Linked DNA regions of Mus musculus: region 1 is linked to region 2. A link is a contact called in public HiChIP or PLAC-seq data. All regions are on one chromosome and are shown on one strand. The core of a region is the stretch at or near the end of the contact, and the rest is flanking DNA. Distances in the headings are between cores, read along the strand shown. Region 1 overlaps Hivep3 (human immunodeficiency virus type I enhancer binding protein 3). Region 2 holds the start of Rimkla (ribosomal modification protein rimK-like family member A).

Region 1 (2,768 bases), core at 131-2,630, 640 kb before region 2:
ACTCCATCCTTCCAGTCTCTTAGGTTACAAAGCTTGGAGCCATCCCTGGCCCTTTCCCTCCCCTCCTCTGCCCTCTATGATGTAGCAGGACCATCTATGGGCTCAGTCTCTGAAAGCATCTGGAATCAGACCACTTCTCACCTGAACTGTGCTCATGTGTCTGGCCTAGATCACATCCCTACACCCCTGCTGGAGTTCTCCGCACACAGGCAGAGGACATATGTATCACTCCCATTATACTCAAGGATAGAGGATAGAGGTCAGCCAAGGCCCCCTGTCTTTCATGGTCCTTCATGGTCCCATGTCTGGGCTTATGTTACAGGGCCCTCGCCAGGACACCATCTATAGTAGCCTGGCATGCATTTTGACAACATGGGGGCCTCACATTATAATTTGTGAAGACAGTGCTTTGAGTGGATTGTTGTAAACATTGGTTTATTCAGTGTTAAAAGAAACATGATCTAACTCTTGTTAGATTGCTTCACAAACAGAAAATAAAAACCACAGCTTTCTCCTTTCTTCTCTGCCCCCCACCCCCCTGACCCACTCCCTTCTTCGTCTTGTCACACTAAGCCCTGACCCTGACTCCTGAGAATCTACAGCTAAGGTTTGTCATTCTATCTGCCGCAGCCCCTCTGGCCTCCCTCCTTACCCGTGTCCCCTGCCTTGTCTGCTATCAGTCTGCCTCTAGCTTGTTTCTGATGCTGGAGGACCATAGTCAGGTTGTAGTGATGTGTCAGGGCCGAGAAGGGATGGACCTACCCGATCTAGCTTTGCCTTTCTCAGTGACACTCGCAGTCCCACAGACCACATTGCAGGTTCCTATCAGAAGAGACTTCTAGTTAAGTGCCTGAAGATCTATCCAGGTCCCACTAAGACAACTCAAGGCACGTGTTTAGACTGTGCTTGGCACACACTGGGTGCGCCGAGTTCCCGTTGGGGCTGGCTTTCTGCTGGAACACTAGGTTATACTGAACTGCACAGTGACTGGCTCTGTGGCACTGGGGAGCATTTTATGAATTTAACATTTGCTGCTTCCCAGTTGTTCAGCAAACTAGAAGGGAGGACATAGAAGGGAAAGATGGTGGGAGGGAGAGAGAGGAAGGGGAACAGTAGTAGAAATGAGGGTGTCTGGAAAGGGGGAAGGTCAGGGGTAAGGGGGAGGGATGTGAAGTGGAGAGGGAGTTAGGGAAAGAGGAGGTTGGTACAGTACCTTCTTCGGCTTCCAGCTCCTCCAGCACCCCCGTCTCTTGGCACTTTTTGCTGTGGGCTTTCGACTTCATGTGCTTAGTCAGATTCCCTGGAAAGAAATGAGAACAGACTCATGGCCTGGTGGTAGGGGGAGGGCAATACACAGCTGCCAGGCCACAGCTCCTTACACAAGTGCCGAGGGCTGGGCAGGGGCCAAGGCCTCCTGTGCTCCAGCATGCAGCCAGACTATGCAACTGTAACTGCTACAGAAGGTCAAACACAGGAGCTGGGGCAGGGAGGGCATGCAGCTGGGGGGGAGGGGGCAGGGTACAGTGAGAACCAGAGATGCTGGTTAAAACACAGAGAAGTTGAAAGACCACTCAGGTGCATTTTTTTTCTTCTGCTTCTGTCTTATGTTTGGGCCCCGGGGCTGGTGGCACACTCAGATAAGATGATTTGCAATCTTAAATGCTGGAGTGACATGGGATTCTCATGACTAATACAGTAGCTGCGGGCTGAGAAGTTCTTCTGACCGAGTATACTACAATCAGGCCAATCCTTAGGGTCTAAGCAGAGAAAGCAGGGCATGGTTCCTTGCAGGAGCAGTGAGGTGAGCAGCAAGGGACATGAGCCCCACAGGCTCTGGGACGCAGGCTGGGACTGTCTTAGGGACAGCCCCCTCTCTGGGGCACAGTGCAGACAGAGGACTAGAGTGCTATGGGAATGGGTTGTCCAAGGCTCTGTGAAGCCCTGAGGTACTGCCCCAAGTTGTAGGCCTGGCCCCATAGGCTGGGGAACTGGAGCGATAGCTTCTGAGGCCAGGGTAACAACAACAGCAACAGTGATGTCAGGTTCTCCATGGTGCACACCTGTGACAGGCTGCAGGGTGAGGAGCTCTGTGGACAGCAGGTTCAGGGAGGAGAGGCTAAGCTCCCTGTCCTGTCCCCAGAGAACACAGACAGACGTCACAGGAAGTTCCTTTGGGTTGTGCTCTGAGGACTGTTGTATTTCCACATGGCTGATCCTATAACATGTCTGAAGCTCCCGGGGTCAGGTACGCTGTCCCATGAGCCTTAAATTGTTGAGTCTGAATGGATGGACGGAAGGAGGTAGAATGGAAAGATGGAGTCTCTGGGAACGAGTGCACAGGGGGACGAGGTATGGCGAATGGAGGAACATGGAGAGAAAGATAGAAGCATGAGGACAGATGGACACTGGAGGAGAAGCCGATGGCAGGCAGGCAGACAGAGGAGGCAAGGTCCACGGGGAAAAATAAACAGGGGAACTGGTGGAAGTTGGCCTGTAAGCAGATGGAAAGATGGGCGGCTACATGATCGGAGGATGGATGTCCACACGTGGGAATGTATGGGAGGCCAGTCCAGAGGGGAAAAGGAGAATGGGCAGACAGATAGAGCCGGGGGTGGGGACAAGAAAACCTGTGTGTGTGTGTGTGTGTGTGTGTGTGTGTGTGTGTGTGTGTGTGTGTGCGTGGGGGGGGGGCGCATGAACAGGGACACTGTTAGATGAGTAGACAGGAGACAGAGCTAATGGGAAGAGAGATGGACAGACAGATGAAC
Region 2 (2,760 bases), core at 164-2,663:
TGTCTTAGTTAGGGTTTTACTGCTGTGAACAGACACCTTGATCAAGGCAAGTCTTATAAAAAAACAACATTTAATTGGGGCTGGCTTACAGGCTCAGAGGTTCCGTCCATTACCATCAAGGTGGGAACATGGCAGTATCCAGGCAGGTATGGTGCAGGCAGAGCTGAGAGTTCTACATCTTCATCCAAAGGCTGCTAGTGGAAGACTGACTTCCAGGCAACTAGGATGAGGGTCTTAAGCCCACACCCACAGTGACACACCTATTCCAACCAGGCCACACCTCCAGATGGTGCCACTCTGAGAATATACAAACCATCACATTTACAGAGTGAGTTCCAGGACAGAAACTACACAGGGCTACAGGGAAGCAGGGCTACAGGGAGACAAGGTTACCCAGAGAAACCCTATATTGAAAAAACCAAAATGATGATGATGATGGCGGCGGCGATGATGATTTCAAAAAGATGTTTTAAAGAGCTGGAAACACAACTGGCTAAAGTCAACCCCATAGTTATTTAGAAATGACTAGCTAGGAGCTGTGAGATGGCTCAGAGAGTAAAAGCACTTGCTGCCTAGCCTGACTTTGATCCACATGGTGGGTTTCAGGAGAACCAGATCCTGAAAGTTGTCCTCTGATCTTCACGATCAAGCTGTGGTAACAGGCCACCAGCTCACCTTGTGCACAATAAATAAATAAATAAATAAATAAATAAATAAATAAATACATAAATAAATAAATACATAAATACATACATAAATAAATGTATAATTAATTTATTTTCAAGAACCGAATACCAGGTTTCACGCTATTGTTTGCGGGCAGAATTTGCAAACGGCTAGGACCACGGACAGTATGTACAGAGGACTGAGTTGGAGGGCGGAGGGGAAGTGGGGTGTGGACTAGGAGGAAAAAACGCGCCCTAGGGGTTCCCCTAACTCAATATGGGGGTCTTAACCTGTTTTTATGACACTGGGGTTATGATGGTCAAGCGCTGGTGCAAACTGGGGTGTAAGAAAAGGAAAAGGATCTTCGAATTATCTAAATGAAGTATCTGGTTGCTAAGACCCAACTGCCTCCATCTCCCAGCCAGGCTGCAGGCCAGGATTGGGGCAGACAGATCGCTCTTCTAAGGGTCAAGTCCAGCTGCAGAGCCCCGCCATGTGACCTTGCCAGGCTGGGAGTTGTCTTTGGAAGAGGTTGGTGGTGCAACCAAGACTCGCACTTTTCTCTGGGGGAGCAGCACCGCGCCTACCCAGCCAGTGGCCCATCGGTTCCCGGGGTCGCCCCAGCCCCGCCCGGCCGCCGCAGGCTGCGCAGCTCCGCAGGCTCCGGGCCGGGTCCTCCCCGGGCGTCGCGACGTGCTGATTGGCTGGGCGGAGGCGGCGGAGGAGGCAGCGGAGGCGGCGGCGGCGGCGTCGGCGCGAGGCGATCCGGAGCATTCGCCGGCCGGGTCTGCAGAGGCGGCTGGCGCACGGCGCAAGCAAAGCCGCGGTGCTCGCCTGGGACGCGCCAGGGGGTCGCGCGGGCGAGCGGCCGCAGCTTCGGTCGCCATGTGCGCGCAGGTCTGGCTGCTGACCGACCGGCTCATCCGCGAGGACTACCCGCAGGTGCAGATCCTGCGCGCGCTCCGCCAGCGCTGCTCGGAGCAGGACGTGGGTTTCCGGGCGGTGTTCCTGGACCAGATCGCCGTCACCGTCGTCGGCGGCCACCTAGGTGAGCTCAGCCGGGGGAGGGAGGGAGGGGCACCGGGGTCCCGTGAGCCGGCCGCTCTCCTCCTTGAGCCCGGCTCCGAGGTAGCCCCTCTGCAGCAGCCTGAGGCCAAGAGTAGAGAAGATGCTTAATTCATTTAGGAGATGAGTTAATGGGGCATTCACATTCACCTGAAGCTAAAGGCACCAAACCTCACACTGTAGATTCTCCGAGCACAGGTGGCCTGCCGGATTGGATCCCGAAATTAAAAGAACCAACCCAGAATTCACAAAATTGCTCTTAGGCAGATGTTTGGGAAACTTTTCCAGTGGTATGTATGCTCCAGTGATGAACGCCCTAGGTAGAACACTATTCTCAAACTGGGAGCCTAATTATGGGAGACAGCTGAGAAAGATTGAGATCGTCTCTGGAGGGGAAGGGGCGAGAGGAGACGATTGATGGTTTCCATTAATTTGTCCTCCTCCCAAAGAATGTTTAATTCAGATTCCAAAATAGCCAAGTACTTCCAGGCCTCACTGGTCCCTTCAGTGCCGGGTCCAGGGCAATTGAGGTGGGAGGTTGGGGGAAATGGTTATTATCCCTGACTGCCTATTCAAAGCGTTCTGTTTATTCTTATTATCTTCAATACATGCCTGCTATGTATTGCTAAGCTATCCATGACTTTGGAAACTCGTATTCACTGGCTTACAGTCTGTGTTCTCGGTAAGCCCTCCGAGGTAGCCAGCTATTTCAGGGGGTCCAGGGCTGAGGAGGGTTGGGCCGTCTTGGATGCTTCTTGGAATGTTACCCATATGTCATCTTTAACTGGTTGAGTAGAGTTCCTTCTGCAAGGGTAGGGATTCCACATCCTGAACAGACTACTTACAAGTGAGGTTTTGAGTATGTGTCCCTAAGTGAAATAGCTCAGTTTTGTACATTGTTCATCGGTAGGTGTAGTTAAACCTTACTAGGTTCAAAATGCATATACTTTGGGAGTAGTTATATGCAAGCATTAGACACTCCACATTTCAAGTGGTGTGCTTAAGTGTAAAAATACCATTTTTTAAGTT

What was found. HiChIP or PLAC-seq counts read pairs in DNA pulled down with a chosen protein or histone mark.
Region 1: a contact with region 2 is called in an H3K4me3 HiChIP or PLAC-seq map of forebrain, with 6 times the contacts expected there. The contact joins the enhancer-like site here to the promoter of Rimkla in region 2. A contact is called at or near these places in 1 of 39 promoter capture datasets (embryonic stem cells), 1 of 15 datasets of contacts at CTCF or cohesin (the NIH/3T3 cell line), 5 of 115 datasets of contacts at active chromatin or transcription factors (embryonic basal ganglia, embryonic forebrain, forebrain and 2 more) and 1 of 9 other capture datasets (liver).

What each region holds. Positions count from the first base shown.
Region 1 is chr4:120,126,808-120,129,575 of GRCm38.p6, reverse strand. Hivep3 (human immunodeficiency virus type I enhancer binding protein 3) reads right to left here. Exons shown (of 9, transcript NM_010657.3): 7 at 1,214-1,300. Among named protein-coding and RNA genes, the nearest start is that of Edn2, 33 kb to the left of the region's middle. Within about 2 kb of position 1,380, at least 50 of the 459 cell types and tissues checked have an H3K27ac peak or open chromatin away from gene starts, as enhancers often do. A contact at or near this core is called in embryonic basal ganglia and forebrain, where this site is marked.
Region 2 is chr4:119,491,251-119,494,010 of GRCm38.p6, reverse strand. It overlaps Rimkla (ribosomal modification protein rimK-like family member A), which reads left to right and starts at 1,413. Exons shown (of 5, transcript NM_177572.4): 1 at 1,413-1,714. The coding sequence starts at 1,552.